2 separate regions of the Capsicum annuum genome follow, and region 2 is linked to region 1. The links are chromatin contacts, called in public Hi-C maps. All regions are on one chromosome and are shown on one strand. The core of a region is the stretch at or near the end of the contact, and the rest is flanking DNA. Distances in the headings are between cores, read along the strand shown. Region 1 has its middle 42 kb from the start of LOC107854800. Region 2 has its middle 59 kb from the start of LOC107870971.

The links. A called contact is a pair of places that touch in the nucleus more often than the background predicts.
Region 2: a contact with region 1 is called in a Hi-C map of placenta, with 2.6 times the contacts expected there. The contact joins two enhancer-like sites. A contact is called at or near these places in 2 of 5 Hi-C or Micro-C datasets (leaf and placenta).

The regions. Positions count from the first base shown.
Region 1 is chr5:179,771,984-179,777,991 of UCD10Xv1.1, reverse strand. No RefSeq gene overlaps it. Among protein-coding and RNA genes, the nearest start is that of LOC107854800, 42 kb to the right of the region's middle. Within about 2 kb of position 1,466, at least 1 of the 5 cell types and tissues checked has an H3K27ac peak or open chromatin away from gene starts, as enhancers often do.
Region 2 is chr5:179,837,669-179,843,521 of UCD10Xv1.1, reverse strand. No RefSeq gene overlaps it. Among protein-coding and RNA genes, the nearest start is that of LOC107870971, 59 kb to the left of the region's middle. Within about 2 kb of position 3,306, at least 3 of the 5 cell types and tissues checked have an H3K27ac peak or open chromatin away from gene starts, as enhancers often do.

The sequences.
Region 1 (6,008 bases), core at 217-2,716:
TCCCAATCATCAATTCTTATCTAGCCTTGCTTTCCTTTTCAGTAATTCTTTTTCTTTTATTAAATTAAATATACTCTTTATCTCTTAAATTAGTCACAACAGCACCATACCATGTGTTATGTGTCATCTTAGGATGGGGGAAGTTAAGAGGGTTATTAGCAGTCCTTTATCTCTATTTTTACGAAATAGAGAAGTTATTTATAATAAATATTTGATTTTAAATAAAGCATATTTAAGTAATTTGAAAAAGAAAATATAGAAATAAAAACACTATCAACAATAAAATGAAGTAAAATGAAGAATAGTATGTAATTTTACATAGACATGCACAATAAGACAACAGATAATGTGGTACTCATAACACAAAAAATAAACATGATATCCAAATAACAGAAACTGGGAGACTAATACTAAAATCATCGACAATAAAGGAGGCCCAAGTAAGAGCAATAAATCTATACTCTATTATCTAAGATCATGTCTTCTCTCAGCTTAAAATACATCATTTTCTAATCATTTTTCATTTTAGACGACTTGATAATTATTATTTTTGAAGACTATAAATTATTGCTGATGTTGGACCTGTTCAAACCAACAAAATCCATCTGCTCATTTGAATCACGATTGGATTCCATTTTATTACTCCCTCTATTAAGTATTTATTGATATTTTAAAATAAGTAAATCATTAAAAAAAAATTCAAATTTACCCTTATAATTTAACAATTAATTAACTTTTAACAATATATTACAAAGTCAACTTTTTCTTTTTTTAAAATAAAAATAAAAAATTATATTAAATTTATGTCTTTAATATTTTTTTCTTAATTTCTGTGTTAAAATCCAACAATTCAACACACTTGTTTGTGCGCATATAATTATGGTTTAAGGAGTTTGATAAATATCTTTATGCCCATAGTTAGACTCGTGCAATGTAATTTGACCTTTGACCAGAGAAGGCACGTGCACTGCATCTTTGACTCAAATATCTCGATGCTTCTTGGGACAAAACACGCACGTGCACTTTCTGTCTTTTTGGAACAACTCAAATTATTAGTTTAAGCCTCTTATACTATGCTTACTTACTTTCTCCGTCCCAAATTATCTATCTCAAATTTTTTAATTTAATTTCTCATTTCCTTTATCTTTTTTTATTAATCAAGAAGAGGCAATTTCTTTTTTTATGTTTTACCCTTTACATTAGTTACTTTTTCTTCAAATTAAAATATAAATATTATTTAATAAAGGTACTATAATAAACTAGATATATTATTAATTATTTTTTTTAATCAATATGTTATTTCAATTTAGGACGAATAATTTGAGATGAAGAAAATACTTATTTATTAATCCCCCTAATTATTAACTTTGTTAGCATTTGGTGTATGAGTATTAATTAACATAGGATAGGATCCTCTGTCAGCCTCAGCATACAGACAGAATTTGGATCCATCATATTATATGTGGTCCCACTTTTTACAACAATAATAATATACCAGATGTAATCTAAGACGTTTAAAAAGGTTAATACATATCTTTACGGAGGATGTTTTCAAATTTCAATTACGCTCGGCTTATAAGAAAAATGTTTCCTGAGCGTTACTTTGAACTTGGAATCAAATAATGTTGATGCTGCAGTAATGAATAATGATTTATTGATACAAGAAGGAAGTTCTCTAACAGCAATAGAAAGACTTGCTCAGATCAATGGCGAAGTCAACATCTTAACTAAAGAAGTTTGAAATTAAAAAAATGTGAACAAATAAAATAATCGAAAGAAATTCAATATCTGTTATATATACATAAAAAATAATTTTAAATTTATATAAAAAATATGATTTTTCAAGGAAATTTAAACGAACTCCTTCACTATTAGCTAGTTCCATGCAGATAGGGGTAACTTGTGAGTGAGAGACTTATTTTAAGTCGAGTTGGTCTGGACTCTACTCAAGCGTAGTCAGTCAGCTTTGAAACTTTGCTTAGCTTCCAACCATTATTATAAGAATAAAAAAATAACAAGATACAAAATAAATACAGGGACATATATAATTCACACTGAAGAATAAAAAATCTGCGTGACTACTAAAGTGGTCCCATTTTTAGTTAAGGCATAAGAATTTTATAGATTTCTATCAATTAGTACTAAGATTTATGGACAACATAAGATTTTATATGGTTTTATTTTATAACAGATTTTGTTAAATCGTAAAGGAAATATTCTTAGGTGGTCGCTTTTTTTTCTTTGTCAAATTAAAGATGTTGCATATTTAAAATATTTTGTGTGATTTCATATATTATTATTATAGGAAACATCTATGAAATGAGCATGAGTTATTCAGTTGTACATTATTGCTTTTTAAAAAAATATAGAAAAAGGTCAATATTTTAAAAATACTACTCCAATAATCGCAATTCCTAGAGAATAATAGAAAAAAGAAAGTTTATACTGCTCATGTCCATAATATTTGTATAACCCGAGTCTCAATGGTTTTTAAGAAACCGGATATAACCAATCGAATTATACTATACCAAACCGATATTTAAGTTCTTTTTATTAAAATCGACGATTTTTATATAAATTTATAATCGTATCTAATAATTTGATAAGTTTCTGATTTTATAAAAATCAATCGAATCATATCTAATAATACGTGTGTAAAATACATTTTATGTATATTAAGTTTTAAAATAATAAATATTAAACGTTTTACTTTAGATTTGAGTGCTGGAAGCAACTACAAACAGCAATAAAATTATAACTCAAAGTTCGAATGCTAAAGCTTATTATCCTACTTCGATCCAAATTAAATTAGTTCTAGCACATCTCGACTCTTGCGTGGTAACTAGTAAGCTACAAGGTACTTTCACAATTTTAGATAGCATGCTACAAGTTATTAAATATTTTTTCCTCTCTTATAATTTTAAATTCTCTTATTGAATAATTAATTTAAGTAGACTCAGTTCTTGAGTTTTATGTAGATTAATTTCTTTCCACTTTTGTGATCTAAATCATATTTTTTTTCTTAACTTAATATCGTTTACACTACTGTAAAATAATGAAATTAATCTATATTCTTGATTCATCACCTTTTGAACAATAAAAATGAAGTTTTTGTCAAAGTCATACACAAATATATATGATAGCGTGTTCTCTTTTTATACTTTTTTTCAAAAATTATCAAAATTAATCAAATCGTACCGATAACCAAAAAACCTGAGATGATGGAACAATGTTGAAAAGTCTAATTTTGATCATATAAAATAAAATAATTAAAAATTAATATGATATAAATTTTATAGAATAATCGTCCAAATTGTAACATTTACACCGCTGTCCACTAACTTGAAATATAATAATATATTGGGAAAAAATAACTTCTTATGAGAAGCCGGATGAAAATGACATTTTGTTGTAAAATTCATAAATAATTATTTTTCATGCTCGTGTAATTAAGAGATAATTATTATTTTTAAGTTTGAAGTCTCATAAGTGAAAATTCACGATAAATTTTAACTTTGAAATTTATAACAATTCCTTTTAATTATAGTGCAAATAATGATCAGTGAATTTTGTATGATTGTATCATTCTGTAATGCTGGGCCAAGATTTCCAACTTTTATTTGGGCTCAAACAACAACAGACTAGATAAGTCTGGAACAAAAGTAATCTTGTGGGTAATTTATAGTAAATTTTACTTATATTCCGATATGTTTAACATTATTTACCTAAAATTTTAAAAAAATTCACTTTTTAGACATTGAAGACATATAATTAATGTTACATACATATACATTTAATTAGTAAACTAATTTTCTTAATTTAAGACCTCTAACAGTCAAATTTTCATTAACGTAGCAATTAACCTAACTAATAATGGTAAAGGATCAATTAAATCCCACAAAAGCATGTCGTTTGTTTCTGATTCCAAATTTTTAAATAAATTATCTTTCGTTATCAATTTTGTTTCCACCCACATTAACACAGAACCCTAGATACAAATAACAATAGATACATACACCCACAATAACACAGAACCCTAGATACAAATTACATAAAATGTATGTTTTGTTTTACAAGAAAAGGAAATTTGGTAAATGCATAAACATAGCACCAAAGATACAAGATCATGCAAAAGTATCATGTATGAGGACATATGTATCTCGGCATAATATTGTCCAGATTTGAACGTGCTTTTCACGTTATTTCTTTTTTCTTAGCGTTTTTTCATGCTTTTCATGCATTTTCTTCATCATAGATGGATCGTTCTATGCTTGTATCTATTTTCATTAAAATCATCAGAATCTTGCTAAAAAAAATACCAGGAACAAATTTACAACTTCTTCATATTGTTTAATATTGTCTAATTGAGAGATTATAAGACTAGAAGATGGTACCAAATTTCTATTCATTAAGTAAAATCAAACAATATAGATTGAAAAAAATAATAATCAAATAATTAATTCAACAATAAAACTGAAATAAAACTTTGTAGAAAACGAAATCGAAAAATTAATTTTTTGGTAGAAATTGAAAGATATGATAAGAAGAAAGGGAATAGGAGGAACCAGTGTTAAATTTGATAAAGAAGAAAGTGAAATAGTTTTTGAATTCATGGAAGAAAACTAAGGAAAATCACTGCAGAAATTCAGACGTGAAAATAGGAGGAATCGATGTTAAATTTGGTAAAGGAGACCACAGTCGTCAGGAGTTGTAATATGTATCTCATCTATTTTCTAAATAAAGGTAAAAGTAGTAAATGTTGGGATATTTGTAAAATTTTAAAAGTGAAGGAATTTTTAGTAGTTTAGAAACTTAACTTGTTGAATTATGAAATTTTCTTGTGAAAGTTATCTTATACGTATCTTTTAAATTGTTTACAAGTAGTAATTATATTTTATAATAATTATTAAATTATATTTTTAATGAAAAATGAGACATACAAATTTAAGTGCATAATTAAGCTAAATAGCAGCACTTTATAAAAATTAAGTAGAATAGTAAAATAATAAGTTCCTTGTCCTTCCTTACTTTTTTACTTTCTCTCTCTTGTGAAGGTGTTTGAATTGACTTATTTTTAAGTAATTTTTACTTTTAAAAGATCATCCAAACACCCTTTATATCTCTAGTCTTTTTTTCTTTTCTTTTTTATTTACTTTTTGTTTTTTTGCTTTTCGCTTTTTCACTTTTTTTCTCAGTTCCATTTGTAACTTATATTTCTCTTAGTTATTCAATAATATTGAAAAAATAGCAGCCTAAGGTAACAATTAGTATGGAAAGCTGGTCGTCTTTGGAAGCCTTCGCCGGTAACCAAAGCGTATCATTCCCGCAACTACTTTGGTACTTTATTTATAACTTTGTTAAGTTATGCAATAGAAAGGGGGGGGGGGGGGGGGGGGGGGGGGGCGCTTGCGCTTGAATTGAAGTAGCGCCTTTGGAATATGATTGTTTTTTATTTTTCATTTTTTATTGGTTTTTTCTTTTCAACTTTTTATTTTTTATTTCTTTTTATTTCTTTTTCTTTTCCTATTTTTGTTTTTTTTTCTTAAGCCTATTTTCTTGGTTTTTCTTCTTTCTCTTTTTTTCCTTTTTCTTTTCCTATTGTTGTTTTTTTTTAACCTTTTTTTTTTCATTTCTATTTTTTTTGTTTATTTCTTTTTATATTTTTTTACTCTTCTATCTCTAACTTCTATTTTTCACCTTTTTTTTATTCTTTTTGTACTCTTCTATTTCTAACGTTTATTTCTCTTTCTTCTTCTTTTTTATACTTTTTTTTTTTGGTTTTATTTTATATTTTCAAAAAATATCGCTATGTCGAGTACAAATCATTGATGATAATGAAAATATCATAATTATTTATCGTATTTAAATTTACAATGTTATTTATATTTTTGTATTCGTTGATACGATTGTACTTGTATTTTATAGTTCACACTTGTATTTGTATGTATTTTACAATTCATACTTGTAGATGTTTTTTATAGTTCACACCATCATTTATAATTGTACAA
Region 2 (5,853 bases), core at 2,057-4,556, 64 kb before region 1:
TCAAATTTGCATTTATTCTCATTTGATGCCTGCCTGCAGATTTGTAATGCTTAATCTAGGGGCTCGCAAATACAACAACAGATTCATTTGTTTTATTGAACCAATGCTCGTCTTTCTAGAAGTCGATTTTGGTCCAACAACCATCTTGAAACACCTTATACTGTTACGAAAAGGAGTACGAATGAAAAGGACGAAATCAGATTGTGAGTGTGAATGAAAAAGTTAATTAATAGCAGGGTAAAATTTGGTCGAATCAAATCAAACCTGACTTGAATGTAACAATTTTTTTCTAATTTGCATGTAAATAAGTCTTCTAATGCAAATTATGGTGGATGCTGGTGGAGAGATTTTGGATATGGTGATAGGAGGAATTTTCTGTTTCCATCATCTCTGTGTGTATATGTGAGCGTATGTATGAATTTCGATCGGTGTGTGTATTTTTTATGTGAGTGTGTGTATGGGGTCAATGTTTGTGTATTTCCCACAGGTGAAGATAAGTGATTTTTTTTTCTTTCTGTTTTTGTGAAGCTGCTGGTGTGTGCATTGTGTGATGGTGTATGTATGGTGTTTAATCTCCGATAGTGTGATAGTGTATTGAAGGAGGAGCGTGTGTGTCAATTGAGGTCAAAGAAATTAATTAATAAATATATATCTATATATAAATGATTAATATATAAAAGAAAATAAAGTTTTTATTTTTTTTGGGTGCTCACTCTTTTAAAGAACACATTCTTTTGCCATGTCAATTTTTAGGGGTATTATAATTTCAGTTTTAAATAGATCAGAGGGTCATAGGACCCCCATAAAGTATAAGTGTGTAGTTAGAATTTGGGGTAAAACTTAGGGGAGACTTTTGACTATTTTCGAAGAAGGTGTTTGGTAAGCTTATTTTTGATCAAAAATGACTTTTAAGTTATTTTTTGCTTTTGAAAGTGTTTGATAATTTTTAAAATTACTCAAAAGAAATTAATTTTAATTTTTTAAAAGTCAAAAGTAAAAAGTAATCATTTCCTTGCTTTTTTTTTTTTTAAGATTTATAAGCCATTAAAATAGGTCAAGTAAATGACATTTATGTCCATTGTAATTGTCCCTTATTCTGAATATACCCTTTTGTAGCCCTAATTTTCTTTCACTACACAACATATTTTGCTTAATGATAAGTTCGGAATATGAAACTTTTTATCTATTAATATAATTATAATGATTAATAACATATATATTTTGTTTAATGATAAACTCGAGATATATATCAATACTATCCTCAAACACGTTAAAACATTCAACACTTAAACTTTTCAAAAAAAATAATTTTTTAGCGCATAAATTAATAGTCATTCATGAAAATATTATATATATATATATATATATATATTAATTTGGATCATTTTAGCAATAAAAATTAATAATAATCAATTGTATATATTATTAACAACTATAAGAATATTTCAGACATTTCAACAAAAAAAATGTTTAAAAATAATTATTTACCAAATATATCAATAGTATTTTTTTTTCAGTTTCAACACTTTTATCCAAACATATAATTGCTTATTTTTAAAATAAATCCAGCATTTTCAAAAATATAATTTTTTAAAAGTAACTTTTTTTTCAATCTATCCAAACGGGCTTATAATATCACGACAAGGTGAAGTCTAAAAAAATATAAATAAGGCCATTGAATAGTATATATCTGATATGTAACAGTTAGTAACAGAAAATGAAAATCAATCAGATCTATACAAGCTACAACCGTGCATTTCTTGATGTCGACCTTACACTCCTCCTCATCGAGGACCGAAGAATTAATCTCAAACCTCCTCCGCTTGATCAGGAGCTACGGTGAGCGGAGAATTAATCAACGACCTCGACTGATGACACTCTCGATTTAGAAACAATAGTTGGAAGTGCTGGTGGGTTTCGTTGGTTGCTGTGCGTGATTTAATTAATGAAAAATCTCGATGGAGGAAGTATTTTTATGATGTTAATGGCAGATGCAACCTGCAGATTGAGGATGTGAAAAATAGAGTGGTGAAGGACATGAAGATACATCATAAGATCGGCTAAAAAAATACTTCTTCCGTCTTAAATTATGTGTCATCATTTTCTTTTTAGTAAGTCTCAAAATAAGTATCGTCTTTCCTTATTAGACAACTTTTTAAAGACACAATTACTTTTTTATCCTTATTGGTCTCATTTAATTAAAAAAGAAAAAGATATTGACACATTTTTTGATAAAGAATAATTTGGTAAACTTTACCAAGTCTTTCCTTTTTTTTAAACTCCATGCCCGGTTAAATGACGACACATAAAATGGATCGAAGGAAATATATAAATATCATATATCGTATTATTTTTGTGTACAAATATATAAGAGTGATGTTTCTGATTGAAAATATAGTAAAAAATATATATTAAAATTCTTTTTTGTGTTGAAATTAAATTTCTGTCATTGATACATAAAAATTTAATTGATTTATCATGTATTGAAAAGTGATATATTCGGTCAGTCATGACCCTAATAAGTAATATCCAATAGCCTAAAATTTAAATTTTATGTAGTTTTAAAAAAAATAAAAATATATTAATATAATTAAATATTAAACAATTAAGTAAAATTTATGAAAATTGTTCAACTGAATAAGGTCCCGAGGAATATATTGAGTACATGCCGTACAAGTGGTCAAGTGGATTCTTTCAGGCAATGTATCTAAAACCTGCCACAACAACTTGATGTGTATATTATCAAAAAACAGGATATATTTCATTAAAAATTCTACATTGCTTTTATTTTCTCATTTAATTATGCTCTACTAATTTACTATTAGGGCGCGGTTGGATGCAGTGAAAGCAGAAATATTATTAAGGGGGTTTAATAATTAAAAAGTGAATATACGAATAAGTCGAAGGAAATTCAACTTTTACTATATGTACATAAAAAAATTATTTTAATCATATCTAAATAGTATAATTTTTTATCGAAGGAAGTTCGGATGAACCTCTAAATCAAAAATGGCTCCACCCCTGATTGGGTGGGAATAAATTTATAGAAAATAACTTATTCTGAAATTATTAGTTAAGTTTTTTATTCTAAAATAAAAAAATAATAATAATACTATAAACTCAAAATAATTAATTTTAATATAAATTATTTCATAATTTAATCTTAATTAAATATTATAAAAAAAATTTCTTAAAATTAATTATCTCTTATCACAATAAACTTTGAAAGTTTTGCATGTTACCAATGGAGCCAAAGTCATGATGGTGATGTTATTTTTGTCATATAGCCATCCGTGAGGAGAATTGGAAATTTTGGACAGAAGGCAAGTTGCATTGGCGGAGTAACCAAATCTCCACGTTGCATGAGATACTCAACTAATACCAATTTAGTAAACACGTAAATATGGATTTATTCGCTATGAAAGGCGGTGCCATGCTGTTCCTAATAGATTTACCTATTCAATTTTAATCAGTAACTAAAAGTTAAAATTAAAGTATATATCTACTTAATTGTATTCGCTCCGTCTTATTTTAAAGTTTCGTTATAATTATAAAAAAGTATTTTTAAAAGAAATATTTAAATATTCAAGGTCAAAATTAATAATTATTTTAATTATATTCATAACATTAAAGAAATAATAATTTTTAATAGTGTTCAGTTCTTACAAAAATATCAAGAGTTAAGTTAGTATAATATACCTTTTAGTTATTATTTTCGTTGATAGTATACCTTTGTTATTTTACCTTAGTAAATATACCTTAAAGTTATTAGTATAAATAACATATATATCAATCCTTTTGGAAGTAATTATATTCTCTTTCATTTTTTTAATTACTTTACTCTTTCTCCCTATTAATATACATAATATAGCCAATATATACATAATATTCTGTGTATATATTGAGATTTTTGTAATATATTTAGGGAGTTGAAATTTTTTGCAATATTGGAAACATAAGTTTGTATTTGTGTAATTTTTAGAAGTTATTAAGCAAGCTGAGTGAAACTCGAACAATCAATAAATTTAAAAATATTAAGTATTTGACCTTAGCTAAACGTTATGCTTGAATTCAAAGTAACAAGTATTTTTCACATGTTAGTGTCTAGCTAAATATTGTTCAAGATCCCAAATTCCCTTGTAAGGAATGGGATGAACTAATCCCCATGGAATGTAAATATTATTTATAAATTCTTCGCGTATTGATCCAGCAAAGAGATTTTTTATTCTAGTTAACTGCAGTTAATTCAACTTAACTTGTACTAGAAAATGTTCAAATACTTCCATAAATTATGCACTTTGCAATTTTTAACCCTTCTTATGATAATCATAATCTCAGAGATTTGCGGTCTCGATTAATTCATCGGTTTTAGACTCATTCTACTCGTCAAGAATCATTTATAAATACTTATTCCATCAGTGGCGGATCTACACTATTGTCGGGGATTCATCCGAACCTCCTTCGACGAAAAATTATGTTATATATATATGGTTAAAATTATTTTTTATGTATATATATTAAATGTTGAACCCTCTTCGATTAGTTTTTATATTCACTTATAAACCCTCTTAGCGAAAATCCTGGCTCCGCCATCATTTCATAATGTAGACAATTTTTAGCCTTTTGTTTTATGTTGTTACTATTTCTTTTCTGAATGATATGTATTGGCTTTCTTTATTAATTAATTATTATGTTTCCATCGCCGTTGTTCTTTCCTTTTATAAATACTTTGATTTATTGCACTTGAGCCGATGATTCTCTAGAAAATAATCTCTCTATCTTCATGAGATAATAGCAAGACAAGTATACATACATTCAATCCTCTCCATATCCACTTATGAAATTTCACTAGATACTTTATTGTCGTTGTAGTTTACATTTAGGTTAATTTCTATCAAAAGGAATTGTGTATTGACAAAATATAGCTTTTCTTGTGAGATGTATCATAGTTATAAGTCGATGATATAGATCATGTATGCTACTCACAGACTTATGATCATAGCTTCTTTAAACTGATTAACAAATATAATTATTATCACTCACTTTAGACACAAGTGCAACTTATTTTATTATTAGAATATCTTACTATACATCAGTTCACGATATTTATCTTGCTAACTAAAGCACCACATGATATAATTAAGGCCCCGCTTGATCATGAAAATAGAATTTTTTGGAGTTGATATTGAAGTTGGAGTTGGAGTTGTGTTTGACCATGAATATAAATTGAAGTTATTTTTCAAATTTTGTGAGGGATGGAGGAATGAAAAAAGTGAAAACAAGTTTTTCTTGTTTTCACTTTTCCAAATACAATTTCAAATTGTATTTGAAATTTTCATGGTCAAACACTATTATTTTTACTTTTTTCACTAAAGTGAAATATTTTTTCAAAAAAAAATAAAAAAATACTCATAACCAAACGACTACTAAGAATTTATCTTCAAGACATCAAGGATCTTCAATTGAGTCATTCTTCAAAAATAATAAATTCACTCACATTTTTATATTTTTTTGGTGACCTATATGGTATGAGTTCGAGTCATTAAAATATCCGTTAATGCTTGTATTAGGTAGATTATCTACATTAAATATTTTTGGGTACGACCCTTTCACATATTCTTCGTGAACGCAGGATGCTTCATACACTAAACTGCCTATTTATACTTTTTCTGTTATTTCTCACTTTTTAAAATGAAACTCTTAAATATTGATTATATACTTCCTTCGTTTCATTTTAGTTAACCTTTACCTTGCCTTGTTGATTTGACATTCCCCTTAATGAAATATTTATTAGAGATTTATTTTACAAAAGTAACTCTATTAATAATGCTTTGAAGATATAAATTTGAATAT